Linked DNA regions of Sus scrofa: region 1 is linked to region 2. Evidence: chromatin contacts called from public Hi-C data. All regions are on one chromosome and are shown on one strand. Each heading gives the region's core, a stretch centred on a gene start, on an enhancer-like site or on the middle of the called end of the contact. The rest is flanking DNA. Distances are from core to core; before and after follow the strand shown. Region 1 holds the start of SUGP2 (SURP and G-patch domain-containing protein 2). Region 2 overlaps TMEM161A (transmembrane protein 161A).

Region 1 (3,866 bases), core at 374-2,873, 85 kb before region 2:
AAATGGTGGTTAGGGAAGATGTGATATTTCCCATTTCTGTTTTCCCATTTCACAGACAGAGCAAAGAAACTCTGAGAGCAGACTTCCCCTCTGACAGAGAATTCTCAGTGAGTGAGTGGAGAAGTCCCTGACCAGTGACAATGACCTACTGACAGAGCTTACTCTGTGCCAGGTCCTGCTGCAGGGGAGGGAATCCCACAAGCCCATTTACTTCTCACACCAACCCAGGAAAGAAGTGGGTCCTATTATGAATAAAATTATACAAAAATGCAAAAGGGAAATTCAGACTCAGTGACCCATGCAAGGTCAGGTAGCCCAGACTGGAACCTGGCACACAGGGCCCTGGTGGTGGGGACAAAGCCCTAAAGGCTGAGTAGAAAAAGACTGAAAAACAAAACAGGGGAATCCAGTAGCAATGTCCTTTACCACCAAGATATCCCTTCCATCTTGAAATCTCCAACCTCAAAACCCAAACTTGTTTCTGCCTTATACTCATTTCTTATAATCATCACCTCCTTTTCCCATCCTTCAGCCCTTTTTCTGAGGCACCCCTTGCTCTGTGCTATCGAAGGGGAGGGTCTCCCGGCCAGGTGGCCCGGGATCAATTCAAGTGACCTAACCTTTCTGAGCCTCCACTTCCCCACCTATAGAATGGGCAGCTCATGATGAGGAGTTGCTGTGGGGATGGAATCGGTTAAAAAAAAAAAAAAAAGCAAACAGCCGAATTCAGCGACCCGCCGCCGTTACTGTCCCACTAGAGGGGCTGTTCCAGGCTCAGGCTGAATGAATGAACGAACGAATAAACCCCTTCGGGAGCGGCCCGCCTCCTCTCAGCCTCCGAAGATGAAGAAAAGGGGGCGTCAGGCCCGGGAGGCCGCAGACCGCCCCCCAGGCTGACGCGGCCGCCGCGCAGCCCAAGGGCCGAGCCCGCTGCGCCATCGCGGGGACCCAGGGTTCCCGGTGTTGCGCCCAAGCCCCACCACCCCGGGGTCCACCCGCAGACGACGCCCGGGCCCGGGCCTCACCCCGAGCCCACCGCGCGCGGAGCCGCCCCCGCCACCGCCTCAGGCTCCTCACCCGCCGCCGCCACCGCGCGAGGCGGGGACATGCAAATGAGCCAACGGTCTCCGCAGCGCCGCGCCGCGCAGGCGCAGGCCGCCACCGAGCCGGGATGCACGGACGCAGGCAGCGGTCGCCAAACCCTTCTGCGCAGGCGCACTGCCTGGTCTTCGGGGCGGATACTCCCGAGGCAAAAAAATTTGTCTGCCGGCGGCGGCGGTAACGGGAAGCAGGCCGGAAAAGGTGGCAGAGACGCCGCTGCCTCACACCTGTTGGCTCTCTTGGCCTTACCTGTACCCGCGATCACCCTTGGTCACCCAGGGAGCGGTTCTCCAGGCTGAGAGGGGCCGAGGCGAGGCGGCGCCAGCGCGCCTGCGCGCGTACGGCGGCCGAAAGGGACCAGCGGCGCTGCAGCTGGTGACAGCCGCGAACCCCACCCTTTTCCCACGTGGCCGGGAAGACCGGGTGAGAAGTGGCGACTGCCGAGCCCCCTCGCGCGCAAGGCAGGGAGTGGACGCCGTGGGGTCGGACTAGTGACCGTGGCGCGGCCTTCAAGGACTTGGTTTTGGGTAATGAAAGACTGTTACGGAAGCCGCCAGGAGACAAAATTACCCACTTCCTTGCTTTTCGCTTTCTTTTCATTTATTCATTCTTTCAGCACCTGTATATGTACTGAGTGACTGTTGCATGTCCGTCCCCATGCTAGGCTGGTGGGGGTGGGGGGATGGAGGAAGGTGTTTAACAAAAGGAGCTCCAGCTCTCATGCAGTTAAATTTCATTGGGGGAGGAGGCTAGACAGCAAAAGCAAATAAATAAATGAACTATTTCGCTCCATGTTGAGATAATGTTAAAATTATAAAAGAGTGATGTGATGGGAGAGCGGGGGATGCTTTGACCAGAGTGATTATGAAGGCTGTCCCTTGGATAGCTGGGAAGAATGAGAAAGAAGCAGGGAAGCACAGGTGAGAAGGTCCCGGTAGGAAAAGTGCTGGTAAGGAGACTGGCTTTGGTTTTGGTTTTGGTTTTGGCTGCACCCATGGCATGCGGGACTTCCTGGGCCGGGGATAGAACTCCCGCTGCCACAGCAGTGCCCCAAGCCATAGCAATGACAACATGGGATCCTTAACTGCTAGGCCACCAGGGAACTCATGGGTCTTGTTCTCAAAGGTTGGAAAGCCACTGCAGAATTTTGAATAGGTGAGTGAGGTGGTCCCTGAGCTTTCAAGTCTCTCTCTGGCTGCCTTGTGGAGAGTAGAGGCTCTGGGTATGGCAGGGAGAAAGCAGGTGAGGCCACCTGAACCAGGGTGGGTGTGGCAGGTGAAGGGAGAGGAATCATGCAGAGTCCTTGGCTCATCAGGACAGTTTTTTTGATAAGCAGAACTGTGGCTTTAAAAGGGAAGCTGGCTGTCAGTTGGGAGCCTTGATGACTCCCTTCCCCCTAACATGCCTTGGATGCAGTACCAGAGCTGGTAATGCTTTGTCTCTCCTCTTCTGGCTGAGGCTATTCCCCAGGTGGCTCCCAGGTGACCATTCCCAGGCACCATCTTTCTCATAAGCTCCAGATCTATACTTTCTTTCCTTTCTGTCTGTCTGTCTGTCTGTCTGTCTGTCTTTCTGTCTTTCTGTCTTTCTTTCTTTTTTTTTTTTTTTTTTTTGTCTTTTCTAGGGCCGCTCCTGTGGCATATGGAGGTTCCCAGGCTAGGGGTCTAATTGGAGCTGTAGCCACTGGCCTATGCCAGAGCCACAGAAACGTGGAATCTGAGCCACATCTTCGACCTACACCACAGCTCACGGCAACACCGGATCCTTAACCCACTGAACGAGGCCAGGGATCAAACCCGCAACCTCATGGTTCCTAGTTGGATTCGTTAGCCACTGAGCCACAATGGGAACTCCAAGATCTGAACTTTCAGTCTGGCTCCCAGCGCTGGGCTGGATCTAGGGGACCCTGAAGGTCTGGCCTAAGGGCTGGTCCCAGAGCCAAACACTGACCCCTGCAGCTCAGGGCTCTTAAGTCTGGACAGAGGGAAGTTCTTGGGGCAGAAGGAGCCAAAAGTACACCGGCTTTGTCTGAGTGGTCAGGGAAGGTTCCCAGGAAGAGGCAGTCTAGGAGGACTGGTGGGAGCTCTGCAGAGGACCCAGGTGGAGGGAAGGTGTTAACGAGACAGGAAAGGGTGATAGGGTCCTATCCAAGCCTCTTACTGCCTGTGGACCTGCAGCAGGTTCTTCCTTTCTCTGAACTTCAGATTCTTCATCCTTAAAGTAGACGCAGTGATGTTCCCTTTAGGGCTGTGCTTCTGTGATGGAAAGGCCACTCACCATTGGCGCATTTGGTCTGAAGCATGGCCAGGGTGATGAAAGCAATGTCTGATGGCTGAGCCAGGAGCAGGGTCCCTCTAGCAGCACTCAGCCCAGAAGTTCCCACCCCTCAAAGCTGACCAGGAACTCTCCACTACCAACAGTCCAGGTTCCCCACGAGAAACTTTTTATCTTTTTTGTATGTGTGTGGCCCCACCCACAGCAAGTGAAAGTTCCCAGACCAGGAGTTCCCGTCATGGCGCAGTGGTTAACGAATCCGACTAGGAACCATGAGGTTGCGGGTTCGGTCCCTGGCCTTGCTCAGTGGGTTAACGATCCTGCGCTTCCGTGAGCTGTGGTGTAGGTTGCAGATGCGGCTCGGATCCAGCGTTGCTGTGGCTCTGGCGTAGGCTGGTGGCTACAGCTCCGATTAGACCCCTAGCCTGGGAACCTCCATATGCCGCGGGAGCGGCCCAAGAAATAGCAAAAAGACAAAAAAAAAAAAAGAA
Region 2 (4,127 bases), core at 116-2,615:
GTGTTATCACTGCAGTGGTTTAGGCCACTCCTGTGGCCTGGGAATTTCCATATGCTGCAAGCACTGCTAAAATGACTAAATAAATAAAAGAGCAGCCCCCCTATATCAGTGGAAGAGGTCTGTAGCCACCATGGCCTCCTGCCCTGCATCATAGGCTCACCAACTTCAACTTCCCTTGCCAGGTGTTTCTCTCACTTCTCACTTTTTGTACATTTCTTCTCACCCCCTTTTCTTCTCTCCTCCCTTCTTCCTCCCAGGCCTTTGCTACGCTCACCCTCCATCATCCCCATCACTCAACACTGAAGTCCCAATCCCCCACCTCTGTGCACTCAGGTGACCCGAGAGCCTATGGGAAGCTGCCTCCCAAACCATTTGAACCTTTTTTTTTTTTTGGTCTTTTGTCTTTTTAGGGCCACTTATGGAGCTTCCCAGGCTAGGGGTGGAATTGGAGCTGTAGCTCCCAGCCTAAGCCACAGCCACAGCCTCAGCAACACGGGATCTGAGCCACATCTGTGACCTACACTACAGCTCACAGCAATGCTGGATCCTTAACCCACTGAGCAGGACCAGGGATCCAACCCACATTCTCATGAATGCTAGTCAGGTTTGTTAACCACTGAGCCACGACGGGGAACTCCTGAATCCTTTTTGTAAAAAGCAGCTTGCTCCTTTATTTGTTTAGAAGAGTGTCCCCCTCCCCCAACCCTTACCACCCTGCAAACTGGGCACATGCAATCTGGGAACAATAGCTGGCCACGGGACCCTCTGCAGCTGGGCCTGGGGAGTCAGTTTTGAGGCAGAAGCTCGAGGTCCAAGGGGGCTGGGGTACAGAATCAGGCACTGCGGTGAAGGGGAGTGGCACAGCTAGCACAGCAGAGACTCCCAGGGCCGCCTTGCTCCTGGGGACACTGAGGGGGCGGCCCATGTCCCGCTGGCCCAGGACCAGAGCTTGGGACCTCAGGAGTATCTGCAGACGGCTAGGAGCCCGCCAGGTGCTGGTGGAAGTACAGGCCAAAGAGGCTGGAGAGCAGTTGGCAGGCGGCGATCCACCAGATGAGGAAGGCGAGGACGCCACGGAGGAAGAGGGGCGTGAGCAGGCTGCCCAGGGCCCCAGCGATCAGGGCAGCAGTTTGCTGGACCTCGTCCTCCTCCGGGCCAACCGGGCCATCGCGGGCTGAGGATGGGGTAGGAGACAGCGAGGGGACCGGGCCCAGACCCCAGGAGTAGCCACCTGCGAGAGGAGGAGGATGGAGGGAGTAATGCGTGGAGGTTCAGGCCACAGAGACTCCCACCTGTACTGATCCTCACCCGCCAGCCCCAGGCCCCGCCCCTGCCCCTTCGGGCCCCACCCACGCCCTTCGAGCCCCACCCAAGGCTCCGCCCCCGCCCAGGCAGGTTCTTCTCACCCAGCGTCTTGAGCAGCAGCGTGCAGTTGAGGGTGAGGATGAGCGGCGTCAGGTACTGCAGACTCACAACCGTCACGTAGCAGTACACCCGCACCACCTGGTGGGCAGGTAGCAGTGGCTGCAGCCAGGGACCTCCGGAGTCCGGGTGACCCCACCCCCGAGGGACCGGGAGCCCTGCCCAGAGCCCAGGATTCCCTCCTCCCTGTCCGGGGTGCCGCCGATACCCGCCGCTGGATCTCGCGGGCCTCGATGCGGCCAGCCTCCCGCCGCAGCTGCTCCACGCGCGACTTGGCCAGGCACAGGTAGGCCTGCAGGTGGGGACGGGTCACTGCTAGCCGCAGCAAGCACAGTGCCACCAGCACCCAGAGGCGCAGCGAGTCAAAAGCCGAGTCCGACAGCCTGTGCCGAGAGGAGCCAGGGGGCTAGTGAGGTTGCTCTCCCCCTCAGGATCCTCCCCCAGGACGCACGGCTCCTCCCTTAGCCTCAGAGACTGGAGTACCCCGGGGGGGACCCCAACTGCCCTGCCTCCCAGCGCCACCCCGTACGCACAGAGAGACCGTAGTGCTCCCAAAGGGCGCCTGGTGCAGGAAGTCCCGCGCAATGGGCTTGGTCCAGAACCACAGGACGAACAGGGGGGACAGGAAGCTGGTGTGCAGGAGGAGCCTGGGGGCAAGGGTGCAGAGAGCGTGGGCATGGGTACCCACCATCCCCCCAGCCCCTCCCCCTAGGCTCCCTAACCCCTCACCCACCCGATGCCCCACGTAACTGCAGCATGGGCCGGTCTTCTGACATGGTGAGCGCATCATGGTGGGTCTGGGCCAGACGCAGGCCTGGGAAGGTGAGGAAGGCGCCCAGCATGGAGCCTACCGCCGCCAGCCCCACCCGGATGACCAGCTTGACCAGCGGGAGACTGGAGAAAAGAGAAAGGTCAGGGGGTCCCTTTGGCAGGTCAGCATCATGCCTGCAAGTAGCAGCCTGCCTTGTCCCCCCTCCTTTCTCAGGACTCACGCCCAGTCCCAGTCTTGTGTCTTCAGTAGTGGCTCCAAGTTCTGGGTCATACTGTCCAGGCCTGGGAAAAACAAAGAAAGGATGGTGTCCGGTAGACCCCTGGGGCCTCAGAGCCCACTCTGTCCACACCCCGCCCAAGACAGCCTTTTGCTCCCCAGGTAGGAATGTACTAGCTTCAGCCAGGCCCTGTGACAAGCATGAGGACAATTTTGTTGTCCAATTATGTGCAGCTCAGAATGTGCTAGGCAGACACCATTGACTGGACTGGGGGACATGGGGGTGGAGGGCACTGAGTCTGAGCTTCCTGGAAGCTGGAGGATTCCAGGAGAAAACTAAAGTCCTAGAAACAATTCTCAGTTCAGGCCCCCACATTTTCCATGGAGTAAAAGCAAATAAATTTGAGCTCACAGCCAAAATCACCAAACACACAAGGAGACAAATCACCATAAAGGCGAGTCAACAGAAAGAAAAAAAAAAAGTGTAGATCCCAAGGATTTCAGAAATCAGCATTATCAAATTCTGTGTGAAATGACTGAGGCAAATAAAAGTAGAATCGCAGATCAGGTGACATGAGACTACCTCAGATGACCAGATGGATTTGCAAAGGAATCAATTAAGTCCTTTTGAAGGGAAAATATAATTATTGAAGTGATAGATTGTTAAAAAGCATATTAGAAACAGCCAAAGGAGGAACTAATGAATTGGATCTGAAGAAATCACTAGGGTTCCAACTCAGAAAAATAAGACGGTGGGAAATATGGAGGAAGATTAAGAAATAAGGAAGATGGAGTTCCCATCATGGCACAGCGGGAAGGAATCCGACTAGGAACCATGAGGTTGCTGGTTTGATCCCTGGCCTCGCTCAGTGGGTTAAGGATCTGGTGTTGCCATGAGCTGTGGTGTAGGTTGCAGATGTGGCTTGGATCCCGAGTTGCTGTGGCTGTGGTGTAGGCCAGCAGCAACAGTTCCAATTAGACCCCTAGCCTGGGAACCTCCATATGCTGCAGTTGCAGCCCTGAAAAGACCAAAAAAAATAAAAAAAATAAAAAAGAAAAAAAGAAAAAGAAAAAGAAAGAAAGAAAGAAAAGAAAAGAAAAGAAAGGAAGATAAAAAATAAACTAAAAAAAAAAAAGAAATAAGGAGGATAGCATAGAAAGTCCATTATAAGTCAAAGCCCCAAAGGAAGAGAAGAAAAAGAATGAAAGAGAAGAGATATTGGAAGAGAACGATTGAGAAGTCTGCAGAATGGATGATACACACCGAATATATAAAACCAGATAAATACGAAGAAAACCATACCTAGACACACTGTGGTGAAACTGCAGAATACCAAAAACTAAGAGATCACAAAGCAGTCAGAAGTTATAACAGATCACCTAAAACAGAGGACAACTGAGCTGGCAGTCACTGTCAACAGCAACAACAGAAAAGGAACAAATACAAAGTGAAAATGTAAAATAGTAAAAACAAGGCAAATATGTCAGAAATCATAATAAATGTAAGTGGATTAAACTTTGCAATTAAATGATACAGACTGTCAAGTCAATTGAAAATATCTGTATATGTGTTGTTTAAAGTAGACATACCTCAACATGAGGTCACTAGAAGGGTAAAAGTAAAGGGATGTTGAAATAAATAAATATATATGTATATGTAACAAATGCTAATCAAAAGAAAGGTAATGCTGTATTTTTCTTTTTTCTTTCTTTCTTT

Evidence for each region. Hi-C and Micro-C count contacts between places; a contact is called where the count stands out from the background.
Region 1: a Hi-C map of fetal liver shows a contact between it and region 2, with 1.7 times the contacts expected there. The contact joins the promoter of SUGP2 here to the enhancer-like site in region 2. A contact is called at or near these places in 2 of 5 promoter capture datasets (fetal liver and liver), 10 of 47 Hi-C or Micro-C datasets (embryonic fibroblasts, fetal heart ventricle, fetal liver and 6 more) and 2 of 2 datasets of contacts at active chromatin or transcription factors (alveolar macrophages and skeletal muscle).

What each region holds. Positions count from the first base shown.
Region 1 is chr2:58,825,766-58,829,631 of Sscrofa11.1, reverse strand. SUGP2 (SURP and G-patch domain-containing protein 2) reads right to left here and starts at 1,623. Exons shown (of 11, transcript XM_021083458.1): 1 at 1,351-1,623. It overlaps ARMC6 (armadillo repeat containing 6), which reads left to right and starts at 1,223. Exons shown (of 8, transcript NM_001243929.1): 1 at 1,223-1,524.
Region 2 is chr2:58,739,904-58,744,030 of Sscrofa11.1, reverse strand. TMEM161A (transmembrane protein 161A) reads right to left here. Exons shown (of 12, transcript XM_021083443.1): 7 at 2,415-2,475; 8 at 2,173-2,316; 9 at 1,956-2,069; 10 at 1,631-1,805; 11 at 1,407-1,503; 12 at 1-1,231. The coding sequence ends at 978. Among named protein-coding and RNA genes, the nearest start is that of TMEM161A, 13 kb to the right of the region's middle. Within about 2 kb of position 1,365, at least 13 of the 83 cell types and tissues checked have an H3K27ac peak or open chromatin away from gene starts, as enhancers often do. A contact at or near this core is called in fetal liver, where this site is marked.